4 separate regions of the Gossypium hirsutum genome follow, and regions 1, 2 and 3 are each linked to region 4. The links are chromatin contacts, called in public Hi-C maps. All regions are on one chromosome and are shown on one strand. Each heading gives the region's core, a stretch centred on a gene start, on an enhancer-like site or on the middle of the called end of the contact. The rest is flanking DNA. Distances are from core to core; before and after follow the strand shown. Region 1 holds the start of LOC107918075 (F-box protein At1g47056). Region 2 holds the start of LOC107918076 (cysteine proteinase RD21A). Region 3 has its middle 16 kb from the start of LOC121206676. Region 4 holds the start of LOC107917343.

Region 1 (3,371 bases), core at 806-3,305, 460 kb before region 4:
TTGTGAAATCATAAGACAACCATTTCTTTCATTATTCTCCACTTTGCATGCCTTACATAGCATTTTTGTATAGGTAAGCCAAAAACATAAAACTCTAATTGTATGGTCTAGCTGTATGCTTCAAAATTAGGTAACAATTAGAAATACACGAATGAACTAAGTTGCTAAACTTTTCATGGATTGGCACACCTCCAATCAACTGAAGAATATAAGCTCTAGCATGATGTTGGATATCTTTGAGTGTTGTTTATTTAAGAGATGCACAAAGCGACTCTTCAACTATGTTAACTTAATTTGCAATCAGACTTATGGTTTATACATGTTCCCAACATTGAACAAGGACCTCCACCAGATTGTACTAAAATATTCTCATTATCGGATGCCTATCCACTAGAAGACTCGTTAGTAACGCTAAATATTTAGTGTTATTATTGGTTCATTGCATGGAGATGAAACATATGGGTCTCAGGTCTTTATCATTCAATTAAATAAAAAAAAGAATGTTAGCACAAAAGTAAAATTATTAATTTGATGTGATAAAAATCATCTTTTAAGTGAAGAATGATTTTGTCATCTAATGCATTCATCTCTACATTACTATGACAACAAACTACTAGAAAACACTCTATTGTTGTAGCATTTTAAGTAACATATCCTTCTTTTGATCTCAATAAGGGGGCAATCATTATAGTATGCTTCAAAATTCAAAGTTACAAATCTTGGGTATATAAGATAGTATAAAATATAGATAGAGAATATTTTAGGTTTCTATGAAAATCAAACAAGTGGAATGAATTGTTTATAGATTTTAATATTAGAGCTTTTACTATGACCTCGATAGCCATTTATGACGAGGTCTTGTTAAATTTATAATTTTTTTAGGGTAAACTACACTATTAGTCAATAAACTATGAGTAAGTTTTTCGTTTTGGTCACTTAACTAAAAAAAGTTACAATATGGTCATTGAAATATTCAGAACTTTTCATTTAAGTCATTGGACTGTTAAAATCAATACTATATGCCTTTCTTTATTTGCATTGCCTACACTAATCGAAAGCTTTCTTTCCTCTTCTCTTTTAAGGTTCATTTTTTATGAGACAACTTTGAATGTCACGAATCTGCAAATCGAAATTTAAACAACTTTTTTCTTTGATCTCCGACACTGATCGTTAAATCAACTTAGACCTAAGATATGTTCTTCTACTCGTCGATGGGTACTGATCCACTGTACTAACCATTGAATTGCCTCTTGGAGCTTGTTGGCAATATTTTTTTTTAAAGAAAAACTTAGCAACCTAATGATTTAAATGAAATCTTTCGAATGGTCCGACAACTAATGGTTTAATGACCAAAATGAAAACTTATCCCATAGTTCAGTGACTAATTTTGTGGTTTATCTAGAGGTGTTCATGGGTTGGATTGAGCTCAGGATAGGCTTAAGCATTATATTAACACACTTTATACTTGCCCAAGCTTGGCCTAGCCTGATCATGGACATAAAATTTTGCCCAAGCCTACCCATGTTGGAATTAGTTGACCTAAGCCCATTTAGGCCTGCCCATATTATTTTTAAAATATTTTTTTATTTTATTTTAATATTTAATAATTATATAATTTTTTATTTATTATAGTTTTATATATAGTCATCTTAATTTTTTATGTTTACATTATAGAAGTATTATATATTACTATATATCTAATTTTTATGTGTTACAAATTAGATAATATATAAAAACAGTATAATATAAAACATTACAAACTTGAAAAACGAATCGGGTTGAGCTTAGGCTTTGAATGTTAAGCCCGAGCAAGACCCATATTTTAAACTAACCTAAATTATTTCTTAAACTCATTTTCGAGTCTAATATTTTTACCCACACTATCCTAAATTTCGAACAAATCTTCAACTTTGGACAAGTTTAAGTTTACTTTTTTTTCAACAATTATGATTTATTTTTTAAAAATTTACAAATACTTTAATTTTTGTAAATATCATCCTTTACAAATATATAAATGGTCACAATTTAAAATTTTAAATATATTTATTTTAATACTTCTATACCAAATTCTTTAAATTTTTTTTTAAGAAAACTAAACAAATTACAAGAAAAGATAAAATATGATGCTAGAAAGAATGCATCTCCTGTGCTCAACCTCATCCAAACCAGTTCTGTTTTGCATCATCATTGACTTTTAATTTTATCCGACTTTTGACTTTCACTCCATCAGAAACCAAAATGAAGGAGTGAGCTCAAGAAAAGTATTATGAGGATGGAAACAGCATATAGAAACTTAATAGTGGGAGGCTATTTTGTTCAAAGTGAAAGACGGGCAAATAAAAATAATAAAGTCGAGAAAAAAGCCAAAATGAAATCCGATTTTGAAGTCCGTCGTTCTGGACATTTCCAAGAAGATCAAAAACAAAATAAGAGCCTGAAAACTCTTCAGTATTTCTCTACGGTTTCCCTCACCGTAACAACCCTGTGGCTGTTTTCTTTTCTTTAGTTTAGTTAGATTTTGTTGATGGGCCAATCAGTTTCGGCGGCGAAGCTAAGGAGCCGTCCAGATTGGAACCATCGCGAACGGTCAAAACCGAAATCAACGGCTCTGATCTGTCCGATGCAAGCTGAGGAAACTGAAGAGCTTGAACGAAGTAACACAGATGAATCGTCGGATTTCATCTCGGATCTTCCTGACGAGTGTTTGGCTTGTATTTTCCTGTCTCTTAGCCCCGCTGACCGAAAACGATGCTCTCTAGTTTGCCGGCAGTGGCTTCTGATTGAAGGACAGAGCCGTCACCGATTATCTCTCAACGCACAATCAGATCTGCAACCTCTCATTCCTTCTATCTTCTCTCGTTTCGATGCTGTTACGAAACTGGCTCTGAAATGTGACCGTAGATCTGTTAGCATAGGCGACGAAGCGCTTGTTCTAATCTCCGAGCGTTGCCGGAATTTGACTCGCCTTAAGCTCCGAGCTTGCCGTGACTTGACCGATGCAGGAATGTTGGCGTTCGCTAAAAACTGCAAGGGTCTAAAGAAGCTCTCCTGTGGTTCTTGCGCTTTCGGAGCCAAAGGCATGAACGCTGTGCTCGACAATTGTCCAGCACTCGAGGAACTCTCCGTGAAACGACTTCGTGGCATCACCGACGGCGCTGCAGCTGAGCCGATTGGGCCTGGGGTGGCTGCGGCGGCGTTGAAAACAATTTGCTTAAAAGAGCTTTATAATGGGCAGTGTTTTGGTCCGCTTATTATTGGTGCAAAGAATCTGAAATCTTTGAAACTTTTTAGATGCTCTGGCGATTGGGATAAGCTTTTCCCACTCATAGTGGAACGGGTCGCGGGTATGGTAGAGATCCATATGGAGCGGA
Region 2 (3,104 bases), core at 242-2,741, 430 kb before region 4:
AATGCTCCCACTCTATAAATCCATCAAAATTTCGGACAAAATCGGATGATAAAACTGTACTTCTGAAGTCGACAAATATATTTATATATTTATATATTTTAACCTAATTAACTCAAAAAATAAGTAAATTAATCTATATATATTAAATCAAAAAATAAATCAATCTTTTTTTGTTAAATATTTTATCCTATTAAAAACTAATACCACTGAACGAATAATAATACAGTGAGTCACTTATTAGACCGAAATCAATTTTTAACTTATGAGACCGAAATCAATTTTTAAGTTACTTACTTTTACCTTATATAAGAAACCTACATATATCCAATACTCCACCTCAAAATCTGAATAACCAAACAGAACCCACAAAGCAAAGGTTTCTAAGATAAGGACAGATACAGGAACCTTCCCTGAAACATCGGAACTAAGTTATTTGTTTAATTTTTTTTTTGTTCTTTCTCTCCAGGTTTTACAGTTGGCTCAAAATAATTACAGTCTATCTGGCGGCAGAAGACATGGATAGATTCATTTGACAGAAACAAAACAAAATCATCTGAAAGTATAAGTTAAAATGCTAGTTTTCAGACAGACAAGAGAAGCATCCATAAAAGAAAATTGAGAGAGAAACTTACCGCAACTTCCTTGATCTTTGACTTCAGCGACAGCCCCTTTTTCCCTCCAATCAACGGAATCGGGCAACTTTTGGCCGAGAAGCGGGGCGTATCGGTCACTGGCCTTGGAAACTTTCCGGTTGGGTTTCTTGATTCCCAAGTAGATGGCTCGGTACTCCTCGTTGGTAAGATCAGCAAAGCGGTTCAAACCAACCTTAAAACTGTGACTCTCATCGGCGTTATGTTCATCGATGAACCTAAGGTTATCCTTAAAAATCTGGAGCCTCCTCTCTTTCTCACCCAAACCGTTGTATGTTTTTCCATGCTTTACAAGCCACTCCTCGTACATGGCCATAACTTCGTCGTCTGTTCTCCAACTAGACGTTGACTTGTCGGGATGGGCTTCATCGTAGGATATAATGGACATGTCGGAAGCTGATGATAAAGTGAACATCATCAGCAAAAGCATAGCCATAACCGATCCCTGAGAACCCATCTTGTCTGAGAAAAAGAAAAAGGAGAAAAGGAATAGGATTTTGAATGTGTGGGGGAGAAGAAAGGCGAGAGACAGTAGGCTTATAAAGAAAAAAAGAAGATTAATGGTAGTAACCCAATGTGAAACTTGGTAAATTCAGTGTATTCCCCTAGTTGGAAAAATAAATTAATAAACAATTAAAATACGATAAAATGGGGGTGATAACAGTACAGCGGAGAAGCATGTGGATGCGATTTGATAGGTAGAGCAAAGAGAAAGAGCAGCCCAGCCCACGAAGATAGGAGCTTTTGTAAATAATTCAGACAGTTGCACAACCTTTTAAGGGGAGAGTGAGTTGGCACGTTAAACTTGAAATTGATCGCCAAACTTTGGGTGATTTTGGATTGGCCACGCAGGTTAACTTTCAACTCTATAAAGTCCAAACCTTAACCTCAATCAATACCATTAATAAGAGTTGTTGTTATACCTCAATCACAGTAATTCTAAAAAAAATTATATTTAAAATAAGATATATTATTTAATTTTTAAAAAATAATATATATAATTAAATTTAAAAAATTAATTTAATTTTAAATTTATTATTCAATTAAAGTTTTATGTTTTTTTTATATAATTTTAATTTCATTATGCAATCTATGATAATGGGAAAGTTTTTTTAGTGTATAATATTTTACTAAATTTTATTATACTGATAAAAACTAATGTTAAAATTATATTCATAAAAAATTTAATAATTGAGTTATAAATAAAACTTTCACAATATTTTTATTTTTATTTGGTTTAGTTAAATATTTAATATAAAAATAACATTAATTAGATTAATATTTATTATTATTTTAAAAAAATAAATTTTAAGTAATTTTCCTAATAATATTACCAATAGAAGTGTTTTGTTTTAGATAATATTTGGAAAATAGAGAAAAAAAAAAGGTTTGGCACCCTTGAGAAAAACTTTGAAGACCACAAAAGATATATGTGTTTGGATTGAAGTTGTAAAAGTGTAGGACCCAATGGAAGTTGGGGAATATATATATATATATGCATCAACAATTTAGGTGCTGACCTCCCCACATTTCACTTTCAATATTAGATGATAGGATAGGCGCCCCAATTGTGGAGTCATTCACGCCTTCTCTATTTCTTCAGCAATTAAACGACTTCCATCAAAATATCTTTTACGAAACATTAGATTTTTTTTATATTAATAATTTTTTATTTTATTTTCAGTAATAATGCTTCATCGTTAGGAAAAAAGGAATATAATTTCTGGGTATTTGAAAAGTAAAATAATATGGTGACATTGACCCCAAAAGTGATATGGCATAGGATGTTGTTGTACCCATATAATTGATTAGGACGGAGACAAGCAACTTAAATTTGGACTGTTTTATCAAAGAATCCAACCAATTTGCTTATTATCATATCATTGATTTCCTTAATTTATGCTGCTATGGCCAATATATCCTATATAAATCAACTACAACAATATTCATTAAATTAAGGCTAAGTTTTTTATTTTTGTCATTTAACTATCAAATATCAAATGTTATAATATAGTCATTCACGTTATTACTGAAGTGATTAATTTAATCATTAAATTACACGTCTGATCTTATGTTGAATAATTTAAAATGAAAATTTTAAAGAAAAATTGATGTTGTAAAAGTGGCTGTTATAAAATATTGATTATGAGGTTTTTAAAGTTTTTACAAAAGTTATATCTTTCACTGTTTTTCTTCTTCTTTTTTTTTTCAGTTTTAACATATATTTTTTTTTAGTTTTTACTTTTAGAAGTGTTGGAAAATATAAAACTGACAATTTGGTGCTAGATGGAATGCCTACTCTCCTAACCACCAAATTTATATAGAGACGAATTTCATATTTAAAGTGTTGGCATTTTATTAAACAAATTTTTTAGGCTATGTTGATTATAAGGTTGATATTTAACCCATTATAAAAGATCATATTATATGGGAATCTTATATTGCTGATTGAAT
Region 3 (2,914 bases), core at 335-2,834, 370 kb before region 4:
GGTTGGTGTGGTGAGAATGATGAAACAAAGTAGATGGTGCTGGTGGTGGTTTTAGGGTGATGGTTGAGTAATAATGGTACGATGAAAGATCAAAGGAAGTGGTAAAGCTTGGGAGCAAGCTATGGTAGGGTGAATGGAGTAATAATATGCATTTGTATAATATTTTTATCAAAACATTTATAAAATTAATATTAAAAATAAATAAACAATATAGAAATTATTATTTAATTATATTTTTCATTATTAGTAATTATTTAATTTAATGCAAAATATAATTTAATTTAAATATTTTTACAATATATTATTAATATACTTAAAATTTTTTTTTTTATTTTTAAAGGTAAAATTATCATTTGTGATCATTCCATATTTATTCCGCTCAACCAAACGCATAAATAAAATTACAATATTTATTTTATTCCATCCAATCAAATTATTATTATACATATTTAATTTTATTACAGTTCTATTTCATTCCTACTATTAAAATATTATTAATTCAGTGAATCAATCGTACTTTCAAGATTTTATGATTACTTTAGACAGTGAAGAAGTAGTTGAAAGGATATATTTTAAGCGTGTGATACTGAAGCCACATGTGTTAAGGAATTAGGTAAGGGTGGATGATGGGCGGAATCCTAGTAGTGACCGTATACGACAGGGAATCCCAATTTTAGTCATAACATGGAATCTCTTTCTTCACTTTATAATTTCTCGTTGTTTATTAAAGAAATTAAAATATCATTTGTCATTCTCACAATGAATCCATTTCCATTACGTCTTTGACATTCATTCCTCACCATTCACATTTCATTTATTTTATAATTTCTATTTTTTCTTTTACTGATCCCCAACACTTCATGTTAATACTACCTTTTTTCGAATTAATATATTTATATGTCGATTTTAAATATTTATAATATTGAATTTAATCCTAATCCTTATTTATTTTATCATTTTGATCTTCTATATTTTTAATTAAATTATTTTTTTAATGTAAAAATTAATTGAATTATTAAAATTTTAATGATAAGAATGTGATACCTTCTGTGGTGATTTATATGTATTTCATTACTAATATGGATAATTTTAAAAATCTTTTATTTATTTTTTTTATTTTAAATATTTTAAATTTTTATAAAATATATAAGAATTATTACACACGTGTCATGTTAATGATATTACAATTTTAATAATGATATTAATATATAAGAATTATGCTGAAATTTGTTGGATGTGTATGCTATATTTGTTAATAATAATCACAACTACCACTTAACAATGAAGATTCTTTTTTTTGTTATTTCTTGAAGCAATTTGGCAACTCAAATTGTTTAACCTAACCCAGCAATTGACACTGAAAAATATCCAAACTAGCCATATAAGAAGACAATGAAGATTTCTATGCCACCATGGGCTTGAATTTCATGCTCATTTGCCTTTACTAATTTTACCCAATATGTAAGGTATTTTCCTACATCAATAAGTGGGCGGTTGCGACTTTGACAAATATGTAAGTAGGTATTGTACTGATTCACTATTAACCCACAAATTTCTCTTTTGTTTAGAGAAAATTTGGGCTGATTTTGTGGGGTAAAAAAAAAAAACCTGGATGCTAAAAGGATCACTTTGGTAGTCTCAAATTTGGGCTGCCTTGTTTTTGTTTTAACGTTTTCCATTGAGCTTTTCGGGAGCCAAAACCAAATGCCCAAACCAGTTTATTTTCAAAATATTTATGCTCAAATAGACCAAGTTTTTCAACAGCCTTGTGTCCTTCATTCTTTCTATATTCCAATGGGTTTCAAAAAAGTGTATATATCTTAAGGTATCCGATCTTCATAAATTGTAGTTAATTTATTTATTTTTTGAACTCCGTGATTAATATCATTAAAATATATTGATGTGACACTAATAATCAATAGATTAATGACACAAGACAATTTCATATTTTAACACAAGGTAAAAAAAAATATTAAAATTTTATTAAAAAAAATTTACATTTCAAAATGTGAGGCTGCCTCGTTTCACTAGTTTGTAGAACATTAATGCCACATCAATGTGTTTTACTAGCCTTAGTTAAATACTTAAAAAAATATCAAGTTAGCTGACAGTTTCAAAATTTAGATACCAGTTAAGTTCAATAAAAAAAATTAGGTATCAAGTAAGTATATATTGCCAAGTTCAATTATATCTACATACATTAACCTTTCAAAAAAATTTCAAACTCACTATTCTTTTAATAGTTACCCATTTTTTAAATTTATTTTTATTTAATATTTAGTAATTATATATTTTATTAATATTTTTAATTTTATGATATTTTTAAACATAAACAAGTTATCATATTTTTAATATTTACTATTTAATTTTTGTATGCTATAAATTCCATAATATTGATAAAATAACATATTATATATATAAAAATAGGTCTTAGGGGGGCTTGGGCTTTTAATATTAGTGCTTGAGCCAAGACCATAAATAAGTATAGTTTTTTTTCCAAATCTTTTTTTTATATAATATTAATATAATTGTTGCATCTACATCTTAACTAATATATAATACTTCATTTAATTTAATAAATATTTTCTTTATATTGAGAATTCTTTTTTATTTAACCTTTATTTTATGTTGTTTTTAAGAAAGAAAATTTCACTTATAATAAAAATTTCTTTTTATCGACAGATATAATGATAAAATGCATTACACTCTTAAGAAGAGAACGAGGTTCAAACCTTGAATAAAACATTGTTAAATACTCAAAAAAAATTTATTAAATTAAAAAAAACATATTTTGTTACAATAAATTAATTTTACATATTATATTTTGAATTATTCTAATTATTTTTACTCGTTATTTTTAAATTTTTAATTATATTATTTGTAAATCTTTTTTTAAAAAATATGATGTAATTTA
Region 4 (3,250 bases), core at 488-2,987:
AAGGGTAAAAATATAGACACGTATGAGTTCAACCTATCTCTCTTTTGGTTGCGGGTTTATAACATCCTATTGGAAGCTATGATCATCAAATAGCATTAGATATAGGTAAAGTTATAGGAGAGCTGGTGGCCATTGACTGGAAAGACAAAAATAAAGGATGGACTAAATTCATAAAGATGAAGTTAAAAAATAATATGTTAAACCCCTTACGGAGGGTAATGAAGCTAGTGGGAAAAGATGGGGTGGGAACTATATGTATGCTCAAGTATGAGAGATTACTGGATTTTTGCTACTATTGTGGATTGATTGGCCATAAAATAAAAAAGTGCAAAACTAGGGATGGAACTTCCAATTTAGATATTTTAGATTTCCAATATGGAAGCTGGTTAAGGGTTAATATTGTAGTTTTGAACCAAGATAGAGGTATATGGTGAAACAGCATTGAAATAATGGCAAACAAAGAACCCCTGAATGAGGATAAAGAGGAAAGTAAAATGGATACAGGGGATAACAGTGGGAAAATGATACAAAAAGAAAAAGGAAAAGGATGTAAAGAAGTCTCAGTATCTAATTTTTCAGTGGAAAAAAGAAATAATAAATATGGGCAGGATGAACTGGGAAGGTTTAAAAGCAAAAGGAAGAGACAAAAGGGATTAAATGGAGACAACACAGATGAGAGTCAATCTAAGATCGTGAAAAGGAGATTGCTGAAAAAGATTACACCATGCAAGGCAGTGGCTGGCGACCAGCCCCACCAAGAGCAATGAGGATACTATGTTGGAACAGTCGTGGGATTGGGAACCTTGCGACAGTTCATGAGCTTAAGCAACTTATTGTTGCAAATGATCTCGAGATTATCTTTCTCTGTGAAACTAAAGCTAATACAAATAAATTTGTTTCTATCCGAAGCAGATGCATGATGGAAGGATGCTTGGCTGTTAATGCAATTGGAAAAAGTGGTGGTCTTGCCATGATGTGGAAAGAAAGTATAAAGGTCGAGATAAAAAACTATTCTAACAACCATATCGACTGTCTGATTCACTTGGAAAATGATAAGGTTGTTCATTTCAAGGGTTATTATGGGAATGGCGATCCCAAAAAAAGACAGAGTTCGTGGGATATGTTAAGGAAAGTAGGAAGCTCTATTAAGGAAAAATGGATCATCGGGGGAGATTTCAATGCAATTCTAGACAACGTGGAAAAAGAATGGGGAAGGAGAAAACAAAAAGCTCTTATGGATGATTTTCGAGCAATTGTGGATGAGCTTTCGTTTGTTGATCTAAAAACAAATAAAGGGTGGTTCACATGAGTTAACAATAGGGAGGGAGATGATTTGGTCAATGAAAGACTTGATCGTTTTTTAATATCTTCAGATGATGTGGCTTGTTTTCCGTTCTTGGATACTAAGGTGATTCACCAATCCTCTTCCAACCACGATGTTATTTTCTTAGACATCGAGGGTCATAAGCCGAAAGAAAGGACAAGAGATCCTAGACTCAATTTTGATACGATGTCTACTGGGCTAAAGAGAATGAAGCAAAGAATATTATCAAAAATGCATGGCAGAACGGTGTTGTGGATATCATGGAAAAAATTGAGAATATGGGTCAAGACCTGGGTGATTAGCAGTATAATAAATACAAAAAGATGCGCATTCAAATTGGTGTGTTACAATAAAAAATCAATAAAATAATTGATAGGTCTGGTTGCATGTAGGCGAGTAACAAGATTAAAGCTATGCGGTTAAAGCTTGGGAAGCTGCATGAAAACGAAGAGAAGTATTGGGCCCAACGTTTGAGAATAACTTGGCTAAAGGAAGATGATAGAAACACCCATTTTTCCACGTGAGAGCCACAAATAGAAAGAAAAAAAACAGCATTGATAGACTGAAGGACATGCATGGTCACTGGAAGGAAAATATCAAAGATATTTGTGAGGCGGCCAAGGAGTATTTTCAAAAACTTTTTGAGTGAAATTTACATGATGTTGATGTTTTAAATCTTGACTATATAAAAAATTACATTTCAGGGAAGATCAATGAAAGACTGATGAAAGAGTCCACGGATATCGAAATCAAGGAAGCTTTCAATCAAATGGACCCTAGGAAAGCCTTGGGTATTGATGCCTGTCGGGGAATTTTTTCAAAGAAAATTGGGATGTGGTGGGGGAGGATATTATAAAGCTTTGCCATGAGAGTCTTATAGGCGATAGGAGTGTGGACAGAATTAACGAAACTATTATTGATCTCATTCCTAAAATTAAAGAACCCATTGATATGACTAATTTCCGTTCGATTAGTCTTTGCAGAGTGGTGTCTAAAATCATGGCCAAGGTGCTTGTCAATCGCTTGAAAGAAACCCTGCCAAAGTGCATTAGCCAAAATCAAAGTGCCTTTGTTCCCGGAAGAATGATCTATGGCAACATTTTGATTGCTCATAAACTTGTTTATTATCTTCAAAGTGCCAATAACGGGTCCAACAAGGGTTTCATGATCAAACTTGATATGAGCAAAGCGTATGATTAAGTAGAATGAAAATTTATTGAAGAAGTTATGAATAAAATGGGCTATGCCGATGCTTGGGTGAATAGGATAATGAGTTGCGTTCGCTCGGTCCGCTATGTTGTTAAATGCAACTCAACCTTTTCGGAAACTATCATTTCGGAAAAGGCTCTTAGACAGGGGGACCCTCTCTCTCCCTTCCTTTCTTTTTTTATTTTGCATGTAAGCATTCTCTAGATTACTAATCCGAACATAGAATGGAAATAAGATTAAAGGCACTAGGGCTAGTATTAATAGGCCGCGAATAAACCACCTTTTTTCTACCGATGACGCCCTCCTCTTTATTCATAATAAAAAAGGGAAGTTGAGGAAGTATTCAATATTATAAATAAATTTACAAGGGTGTCGGGTCAAAAAATTAATAATGATAAATCTATGATTATGTTTACCTGAAAACTTTGTTGGCCCAAAGACATTATTTTGTTCTATGCTCGGTATACGCATGGTTGATACATTTGATAGCTACTTGAGGCTACCCTTAACTATTAGTAGGAAAAAGTCAATAGCTTTTACTAATGTCATTAATCGTTGCACTTGCAGGGTCAATAGCTGGTCAAAACGCCTTTTATCCTATGGTGGAAAAGAAGTTTTGCTAAAGGCCACCCTTCAGTCTATTCCAACATGTCTTTTCTGTTTTTCTCGCCCCGTTAAGAATCATAAAGGAGCTTTATTGGAAAATGGGCCAGATGT

The links. A called contact is a pair of places that touch in the nucleus more often than the background predicts.
Region 1: a contact with region 4 is called in a Hi-C map of leaf, with 3 times the contacts expected there. The contact joins the promoter of LOC107918075 here to the promoter of LOC107917343 in region 4. A contact is called at or near these places in 3 of 34 Hi-C or Micro-C datasets (leaf and petal).
Region 2: a contact with region 4 is called in a Hi-C map of leaf, with 2.8 times the contacts expected there. The contact joins the promoter of LOC107918076 here to the promoter of LOC107917343 in region 4. A contact is called at or near these places in 5 of 34 Hi-C or Micro-C datasets (callus, leaf and petal).
Region 3: a Hi-C map of leaf shows a contact between it and region 4, with 3 times the contacts expected there. The contact joins the enhancer-like site here to the promoter of LOC107917343 in region 4. A contact is called at or near these places in 8 of 34 Hi-C or Micro-C datasets (anther, callus, fibers and 2 more).

What each region holds. Positions count from the first base shown.
Region 1 is chrA01:27,706,167-27,709,537 of Gossypium_hirsutum_v2.1, forward strand. It overlaps LOC107918075 (F-box protein At1g47056), which reads left to right and starts at 2,056. Exons shown (of 1, transcript XM_016847579.2): 1 at 2,056-3,371. The coding sequence starts at 2,525.
Region 2 is chrA01:27,739,043-27,742,146 of Gossypium_hirsutum_v2.1, forward strand. LOC107918076 (cysteine proteinase RD21A) reads right to left here and starts at 1,492. Exons shown (of 5, transcript XM_016847580.2): 1 at 633-1,492. The coding sequence starts at 1,107.
Region 3 is chrA01:27,799,412-27,802,325 of Gossypium_hirsutum_v2.1, forward strand. No RefSeq gene overlaps it. Among protein-coding and RNA genes, the nearest start is that of LOC121206676, 16 kb to the left of the region's middle. Within about 2 kb of position 1,585, at least 3 of the 9 cell types and tissues checked have an H3K27ac peak or open chromatin away from gene starts, as enhancers often do. A contact at or near this core is called in leaf, where this site is marked.
Region 4 is chrA01:28,170,669-28,173,918 of Gossypium_hirsutum_v2.1, forward strand. It overlaps LOC107917343, which reads left to right and starts at 1,738. Exons shown (of 4, transcript XM_016846700.1): 1 at 1,738-1,792; 2 at 2,029-2,115; 3 at 2,205-2,514; 4 at 3,101-3,250. The coding sequence starts at 1,738.